Regions from separate parts of the Sus scrofa genome. Here region 1 is linked to region 2. Evidence: chromatin contacts called from public promoter capture Hi-C data. All regions are on one chromosome and are shown on one strand. The core of a region is the stretch at or near the end of the contact, and the rest is flanking DNA. Distances in the headings are between cores, read along the strand shown.

Region 1 (3,907 bases), core at 877-3,376, 540 kb before region 2:
CCAGGCTGTGCGGCCTTTAAAAACACCAGTGGTCACTTCCAGAGCCTCTTTACACCAAAAACTAGAATAGGAGGCATCCATGTGCATTTAACCTCACATAACACTGAGAATATCCTTATTATGTCTACTTTATAGATAAGGCGACTGAGGGTGAGAGGTGGAAATGGCTTGCTACAGTCCCTTCCCCTTGCCCAGGGTCTTCTGTACCCCTTCTCTGGCTTCTGCTTCCTCTCCCTTCAATCTGGGTCCCACCCATAGAGACCAGTCACCCTTGGATGCCAATCCTCTGATGGTCAAGGTCAGGTCGGTCCCTGCTCTGTGCCCAGGAAGAGCTTGTCTGCTGCCCACAATGGGGTTTCCCAGGATTAATGCCAATAGCCTCATACTCTGACGAGTTAGGCAGGTTAGGATTCCAGTTACTCTGAGCCTCTAGGTGAGGCCTGAGGCTCTTCTGCTGTGACCCAGGATAACCCAGAACTGAACGAATTAATGAGGTAAAAAGGCCTAGGACCAGTCCAGTCAGAGACCACACACTTCCCAATGCCACAGTGTTCATACTCAAAACTCCTTAGGTTCACATAAGGCTCCCTAAAGGCCCCCACGATAAAGTCCGGATGACCCATCCAGTCACGAGGCCCGCACAATCCACCCCTGCCCCCACTCCATTCCAGGCAGCCAGGACTGCTTAGTTCCCTCCCTCCGATATGCAGTTCCCTCTGCCTGGAGCTCTCTCTGGGCCTCAGCCCCAGCTGCGTACTCCAGGAAGCCTTCCCCGACTGGGTTGGTGGATTCTCTGTGTTTGCCTATCACAGACCTCAGCTCTCAGGATCATCCTGCCAGCTTAGGGGAAGCAGGACCAAATCTGCCCAGACCCTCTGGTGAACTTGGCATACCCCTGGAGCATTTCTTGGCCCAGAGCTCCTGGTGGGCGTGCCTGGGACTGCATGCCAACCCCACCCTCTGTGATCTGCATCATCCTCATTAAAACACTACAGTAGAAAGAGCATGGGGGGGGGGGTCATGCTGCAGCCGTTCAGTATGTAACGTATACCTCAGCATGCCTCTGCCTTCTAGAGTCCTGGCTGGTCACGGCCTGAATGAGGTACCCAAAGCCCTCAAGACAGAGGCCTCATCCATGTCCACACCCACCAGTAGGAAACACTGAGCGGCCTGGGCCAGGACCAAGGAGAACACAGGCAGGGGAGGTTGCCTAACCCCAACATAGCGTAGTCCAAGAAGGTGTGGCAGAAGTAAGGGTAGAGTATGACATCTGTTCACAGTCATTGTCTCAACTCCTACCTCTGTCTATGGCCACCCTCGGATACCCTTGAGCCTCTTCTCTCAGGCTCAGGGCCACACATTTGCTAAGTCAGGCGGAGCCCTCGTGGAAGGCTAGGAGAGGAATCCTTTCTCCAAAGAACTTCCTTTCAGTAATGCACTCTGAAACTTGTGGGGCTTGAAAGGCAAAGGGAGACCATCTTCTAGCCAGGCCCAAGTCAACGCTGAGGCTTCTGAGAGCCAACTCCGAAGCCACCCCACCTCCTTTGCGGGGCCAAAGGGCCTCGGTCTTTCCAGGTGAAAAATGGGGATGTTTGGGGCTGACATGTTTGGGAATAACGACTGAACTGACGCACAAATGCGCGGTAACCATCCCACTTATCCCTATATTCTACAGTGGAAGGTGACAAGAGTTTCACCACACCCGCGCCCAGCAAAGCGGGAAGCGGACGGACCGACCCAGGTGACAAGACAGTCATATCTTCCCCAATCCCATGCTTAGAGCAGATGCAGAACTGGAAGACAGCCTCGCCCGAGCCCCATCCAGCTGGACGCACGAACAAACGGACCCACGACTGGACGCGCGCCTTACCTAGCACCACCGGTGGGGGACGTCCGGCTGGGAGCGCCGGGTCTGTGAGCATCAGGAGGAACAGGAGGACACTCGGAAGCAGGGCGGCGCGGTAGGGGCAGAGACCCATAGCAGCGACTGCAGCTGCTGGTCTGAGGTGCGGATTCAGCTCTCGCGTCTCGTGCCTAGGCCCGGGCGGCGGCGACGCACTTAACCCCGCCGCTCACAGCCTTCACAGAGGCTGGGCCAATCAGGGCCCGCCTCCTGCAAATGGTCTGCCAATAGGGACTCGCTGCCTGGGCGTCCCTCCCAGTCAGAGCTCACCGCCCCGCCCCTGCTCATCCCGGGCCAACTCCCTTAACCGCGCTGCACGCCGAGTGCATCGATCGGCTGAGGCTCAGCCCGGTTTCCACTCATATTCCCAGCTGGTCGGACCCAGCTCGCCGCTGGACACCCCAAAGTCCACGCTGCGTAGCCCTCACCCCCGATTCCTGGCGCCTCCCTTACCAGGGATCTAGAATGCGCCGGGCCGAGCGGGTCCAATGCTCGCTGCTGCTGAGTGACCCGGATCAAATAAGAGGAAAAAGGGGATAAGTCATTCCCCGGCAACTAGTTCTGGAACTTGGGACCAGGAGCTGACCAGCAACCTTATGCATCTCCCAGGCTGGTTCTTTGCACTCTGCCCCAAGGGCATCTGGGTTCAGGCAACATTAGCCTGGTAAGCATTTCTCTTTCCAGTGAGAATTCAGTTCGCCTGTTTCGGGGTTTCATAAACACCACTTCGCCTTGACCAAGCAGTTCGCTGGCTGGGTTAAGCAAGAGTGAGCTTGAGGAGTTCCCGTCATGGCGCAGTGGTTAACGAATCCGACTAGGAACCATGAGGTTGCTGGTTCGGTCCCTGCCCTTGCTCAGTGGGTTAACGATCCGGCGTTGCCGTGAGCTGTGGTGCAGGTTGCAGACGTGGCTCGGATCCCGCGTTGCTGTGGCTCTGGCGTAGGCCGGTGGCTACAGCTCCGATTCGACCCCTAGCCTGGGAACCTCCATATGCCGCGGGAGCGGCCCAAGAAATAGCAACAACAACAACAACAAAAGACAAAAGACAAAAAAGACAAAAAAAAAAAAAAAAAGAGTGAGCTTGAGCCTCAACCCAGTGCCATGGCCATCTGCAAGTTTCTACGAAAAGCAGGAGGGGTGGTGTTGGAATCTCATGCCCCAGGCCACTCCCACCCCATGCAAACTCATTCCAGAGAGGACACAGACTCTGCACATGGAATTGGGGTGAATAGAGTGGGCAAAAGACTTAACAGCCAGTAATACTCCAGTACCATACTTCATTCTGGAATAGAGAGACCAGCGTGTTTGGAGACTGGAGGTCTTGATCCTTCACATACCCTCTCTGGAGGGCCAGTAAACACCCTGGTTATGCCTGGCTGGTCCCAAGACTTCTGTCCTGCCCCTCCCTCCCTCCCTTCTTTTTTCCTCTTTATCCAGCCTCTCTGGAGTGACAGTCAATGAACATACTCACTGTCTTGGCCTGCCTCTCTTGTGTTCTTTTAGTGAAGCACATTGGTAATTGGGGTACCCTCCTCTCCTAAGGTCCAGCTATCTCTCACCTCAGACCCTGGCCCAGGGGATCCACCTTCTAAAACCACTGCCTCCCTCACCTTCAACCCAGGCCCCAGCAGAGGGCCAGTGTGAGAGAACCTAGAGGCCCTCCTGCCAGGGCAAGTGCTAAGTGGGGGTAGGATAAGAATCAGGACAATCTAGGCTGCCTTGGACTACAGCCACAGTCTGAATGTCTTCTCAGCCTAGCAGCCTCAGGTGACCACAGGCGCCTCGAAGTGTGGCCCTGTCCTTGGTTCCCTGGTGCCCACTCCCATAGTTCCTGCAGATGATAGGATTATGGCCATGGAGGGAGGGGGTGCCAAGGCCTGGTCAGCAATAACCTGTGCTGGCACTGTGGAGAGGGGGCAGCAGGTGAAGGTCTCCCCTTTTGACTATGACCCCACCATCTACATGATTATTCTGGCTACAGACCTGGGGTCATCCTGGACTCTA
Region 2 (3,976 bases), core at 763-3,262:
TTATTGCGCTGATTGGCTGGCTTGACAGTGACAATGAGGTTGTGACTGTTGGCGACCATCATGTCCGTCACTTGGTCCAAGGTCTTTCCAGCTACCTCAATGCCATTGACCTCGAGGATCTCATCACTAACCGCCAGCAGCCCTGTACTCTCAGCCAGGCCCCCTCGTACCAGGCGGGAGATGAAGATGCCTGGAACTCGTTCCAGGCCCTGGGGAGCTACGCGCACGCTCATGCCATCTCGGATGTAGAAACCCAGGGGGCGGTCAGAACCATGCTTGTGCAGCCGCACCCGTCGGTGGGTCTCAGGCAGTAAGTCCACATCAATGACTGAAGAAACCTGTCGGAAATCTTGGGGCAGGCTGATTAGCAGGGGTGGCCGGGTGCGCAGAGGTGCCACTGGCCGGAGTAGGAGCCCTTTCTTGCGCCGCTGCAGGGAGTTGGAGGCAAAGGCCAGGCCACTGGAGTCAGCTTCTGCTGCAGGAGAGGGGACACTGAAATCAGAGACCCTAATGTCCCACTCAGGCCCTTTTCCATCAGGCCCAGGCCTGGGGAAGGCACACTGTAGTTATTTCCTGCCACTTGGAGGTCAGGCCAAGGGCAAGGACTGCAGAGGGTGAAGTTTGGGTACCCTAGGCATGGTCTAACCCTTGGAGATCTGCCCTGTCACCCTACCCCACAGAGGCTGCCCCCTGTACCCCATCCTTACCCCGCTTCTGCACTAGCAGTCTCAGTGGCGGGGGCCCACTGGCCAGGGCCCGGTGCAGGCTGTCGTCGTTGGTGAGGGGCAGTAGGTCGCCGTGAGCATCCGTATAGCCAAGCAGCACGTCCAGGCCCGGGATCTGGTGTACCGCACGCAGCAACCGAGAGAACTCTTGGAAGCCGCTCACCGAAGCGCGAGGTAGCGCGAAGCGTCGGAACTCGGCATCAAACTGGAGGCGGGGGTAGGAGGTCGGGGGAGGAGGAGGGGTTAGGACAGAGTCCGTGCCCTTTCTCACCACAGGTCCGAGGGTAGTAGGGGTGGGAAAGACAGGGCTTCACAACAGCTGCAGACTTGCACCCAGACCTCTGCTCCAGTGCAAGGGACGCTGTCCAAGGTCTTCTCCTCGCCCTCCAGGTACCCAGGCCAGAGGGACTCTAGAAGCCGGCAGTGGAAAGGAGGAGGTGGGATGGGGGGAAGCGAAAAGGAAAACCAGAGAATGGGACGTGGAGGATGGAGGAGAGAAAAAGGTGGTGGGGACCAAGGAGTCAGGGAGGGGAGAGTGAGGGTTGGAAGCGCCTAGGGCCGGAGCCAGAGCTGGGGCTGGAGGGGTCCTTACTTTGCTCTTCACCTCGACGATGCTGTCAGGACTGCGTGCCGGAGTCCTCTGCGGCCTGGCCATCGTGGGACCGGGAGGGCCAGGGACGGTGCCCTAGGCGGCCCGCCGAAGCGCAGGTGCACAGCCTGCGGGGCCGGCTGGCCCGCGCAGCCCCGCCCCTGGCGGTAGCACTCGCCCCGCCCTCCTATCCGGGCCGTGACGTCAAGGGGGCAGCGACGAAGAGTGGAACGCGGAGTCCACGTTTCCTAGGAAACGGAGCTGGAGGGGTGGAGAGTCTCACGTCCTCTTACGTCACTACGTTACGGTCGTCAAGTCCCGGGAGCCTCGGGGGAGGGGCTTGGCCAAGCCGAGGGGAGAGTTGGGGAAGTGGTATTTATTGAGCGCTGTACGCTGTTATTTCCATTGGCCTTACAAGGCTGTGTATGTTGTAGATGAGGGAACTGGGTCATAATATAAATATCTGCTGAGTTCTTTGGGGTCACAGGCATTGAAGTGACTCCGAGCTAACTCGCTCGGACCACCCTTGGCTGCAGCCTCAGGCCCTAGATTCCTCCCTCTCCATACATGCCAGCCTTTGCGCCTTCCTGCTCAATGCCACAGGAGTTCTGAAGAACGGCCCAAACGCGGACCGTTGCTCGGAGAGTTGCTCAAGTAAGAGCAAGCACGTCAGCAGCCATTTGATTCAATGGGAGTGCACACAAACTCCCAACTAGGACGCGCATGTGCGCACGCGCGGGCATGCTCATGGGCAGGGCCTAGGTTTCGGGTTCCGCCCAGCGCTCCTGCACTTCCTCTTCCGACTAGAGGCGGGGCCGCGGCGCTAGCGGGAAATCCGGGCTAGAGGTAATCCGCTGGCTGCCGCGGCGGGAATGGCCCGCTTGGGGAACCTCGTCCTGCGACCCTGGATTCGAGAGCTAATTCTGGGGTCAGAGGCACTTTCAAGCCCGCGGGCGGGGCAGCTGCTCAAGGTGAGAACCCCGCTACCTTTTTCAGGGCCCGGAGGGCGGGGTCCCAGGGCGGTGGGCTTGATGCTTTATCACCGCGGTCAGGTACTGCAGGAGGCCGAAACCCCGGGCCCGTCCCGCGCCTCCGACACGTCTCACGTCGACACCGCGCTGCTTGTGTCCGATGGGACCCACAGTATCCGATGTCTGGTGACGCGAGAAGCCCTGAACGCCTCGGACTGGTGAGAGGGGCTCCGCGGGGCTTGGAGATAGTGGAGGCCAACGGGAGAGCTCAAGGTTTGAGCTGGAGGTGGGCGGGCCCCAGGCGGGCTGGGCTGTGTTCACGCAGGCTCGGCACTGAGGGTCCCCTGCCGCAGGGAGGAGAAGGAGTTCGGTTTTCAAGGGGCAGAAGGTCGGCTGCTGCTGCTGCGGGACTGCGGGGTTCGCGTCCAAGTCGCCGAGGGAGGCGCGGTGAGTGGTGAGCCTGGCCTGGGTGGGTTACTGGGCCTGACTTTCTAACAACTCCTGAGACCTGTCCCTGAACTCCAGCCCGCAGAGTTCTACCTCCAGGTGGACCGCTTCAGCTTGTTGCCCACAGAGCAGCCCCGGGAACAGGTGATTGGTTGGTAAGTGATGCCTCCACCCTCCACCTGTTCTCCTCACCCAGGCCTGGCTTTTGGGGTGTGAGGGCTTGGGCCCCTAGTAACACTGACTGTCTACCACTCCTCTCCCAGCAACCAGGATCCAGATGTGCAGAAAAAGCTTTATGACTGCTTGCAGTGAGTCTGGGGTTGGGCTTTTCCGTTCGGCTTTTATTCGGGGCTTGGTCACTTTTCTGACTGAGCCTGCTCAGTCAGGGGATGGCAGATTTGTGCAGATAGGCCTCAGGTGTCTCCTGTGTTTCTCTAGGGAGCACCTTTCAGAGTCTACCTCTCCCAGTGCAGGTATGTATAGGGGTTGGCGGGCTGCCCGAACTCCTGGTAGAGTGATCTCTCCAGTCATCACACACACACACACACCCTACTTTCTTAATAAGTCCTCCTTCTTATCTCCCACCCTACCCTTCCTCTTTGAGTTTCAGCCCATCTCCTGGTCCCCTGCCCCCAGGCATTTCACTGTCCCAACTTCTGGATGAGGTAGAGGAGGACCAGGAGCATCGTGGGGCACTAGTGCAACTGGCTGAGAGCTGTCTGATGCTGGCAGGCCCTTGCACGGCAGCCCCCCTCACCCGCTGGGCTGCCTCCCGCTGCAAGGCCACGGTCGGTCTGGGGCTTCACTTGGGAGGTGTCAGGGTGGGGACTTGGGCAAGGGCCAAACTGAAAGTTCACATCCCACAGGGAGAAGCTGTGTACACCATCCCCAGCCTGTGGCTGCGCATCTCTGAGAATGAGCAGCGGATCCTGAGCTGTCTGGGCCCAGGTCAGAGGGCACAGGGTAAGCAGGACTGGAGAGGTCAAGAGCGGAGTACCTGTGCCCAGTGCCCACAGTGCTGATAAGCCTCCCCTGACTCCCAGGCCCTGAGCTACCCCCGCCACACCCAGCTCTGCAGGACCTGTCTCTGGCCCTGATCTCCTCTCCTCCTTCCTCACCCTGTTCCTCAGGTAAGGTGGTGCTTAGCTCTTCCTTTCGCTGTGAGCCACCAATCAGGTGACAGGGCTGCACAGGATGCTGTGAAAGGGTATACAGCTGGGTGGGGGGTGAGCACAGTTCCTGCA

Evidence for each region. Promoter capture Hi-C pulls out the DNA fragments that hold promoters and counts their contacts.
Region 1: a contact with region 2 is called in a promoter capture Hi-C map of fetal liver, with 5 times the contacts expected there. The contact joins the promoter of PLA2G15 here to the promoter of PARD6A in region 2. A contact is called at or near these places in 2 of 5 promoter capture datasets (fetal liver and liver) and 1 of 2 datasets of contacts at active chromatin or transcription factors (skeletal muscle).

Annotation. Positions count from the first base shown.
Region 1 is chr6:28,818,839-28,822,745 of Sscrofa11.1, reverse strand. It overlaps PLA2G15 (group XV phospholipase A2), which reads right to left and starts at 2,126. Exons shown (of 5, transcript XM_021094161.1): 1 at 1,871-2,126. The coding sequence starts at 1,979.
Region 2 is chr6:28,278,538-28,282,513 of Sscrofa11.1, reverse strand. It overlaps PARD6A (partitioning defective 6 homolog alpha), which reads right to left and starts at 2,012. Exons shown (of 3, transcript XM_021094099.1): 1 at 1,318-2,012; 2 at 708-930; 3 at 1-475. The coding sequence starts at 1,380. It overlaps ACD (adrenocortical dysplasia protein homolog), which reads left to right and starts at 2,105. Exons shown (of 12, transcript XM_021094094.1): 1 at 2,105-2,285; 2 at 2,367-2,503; 3 at 2,639-2,732; 4 at 2,811-2,887; 5 at 2,996-3,040; 6 at 3,171-3,205; 7 at 3,369-3,520; 8 at 3,599-3,680; 9 at 3,776-3,862. The coding sequence starts at 2,187.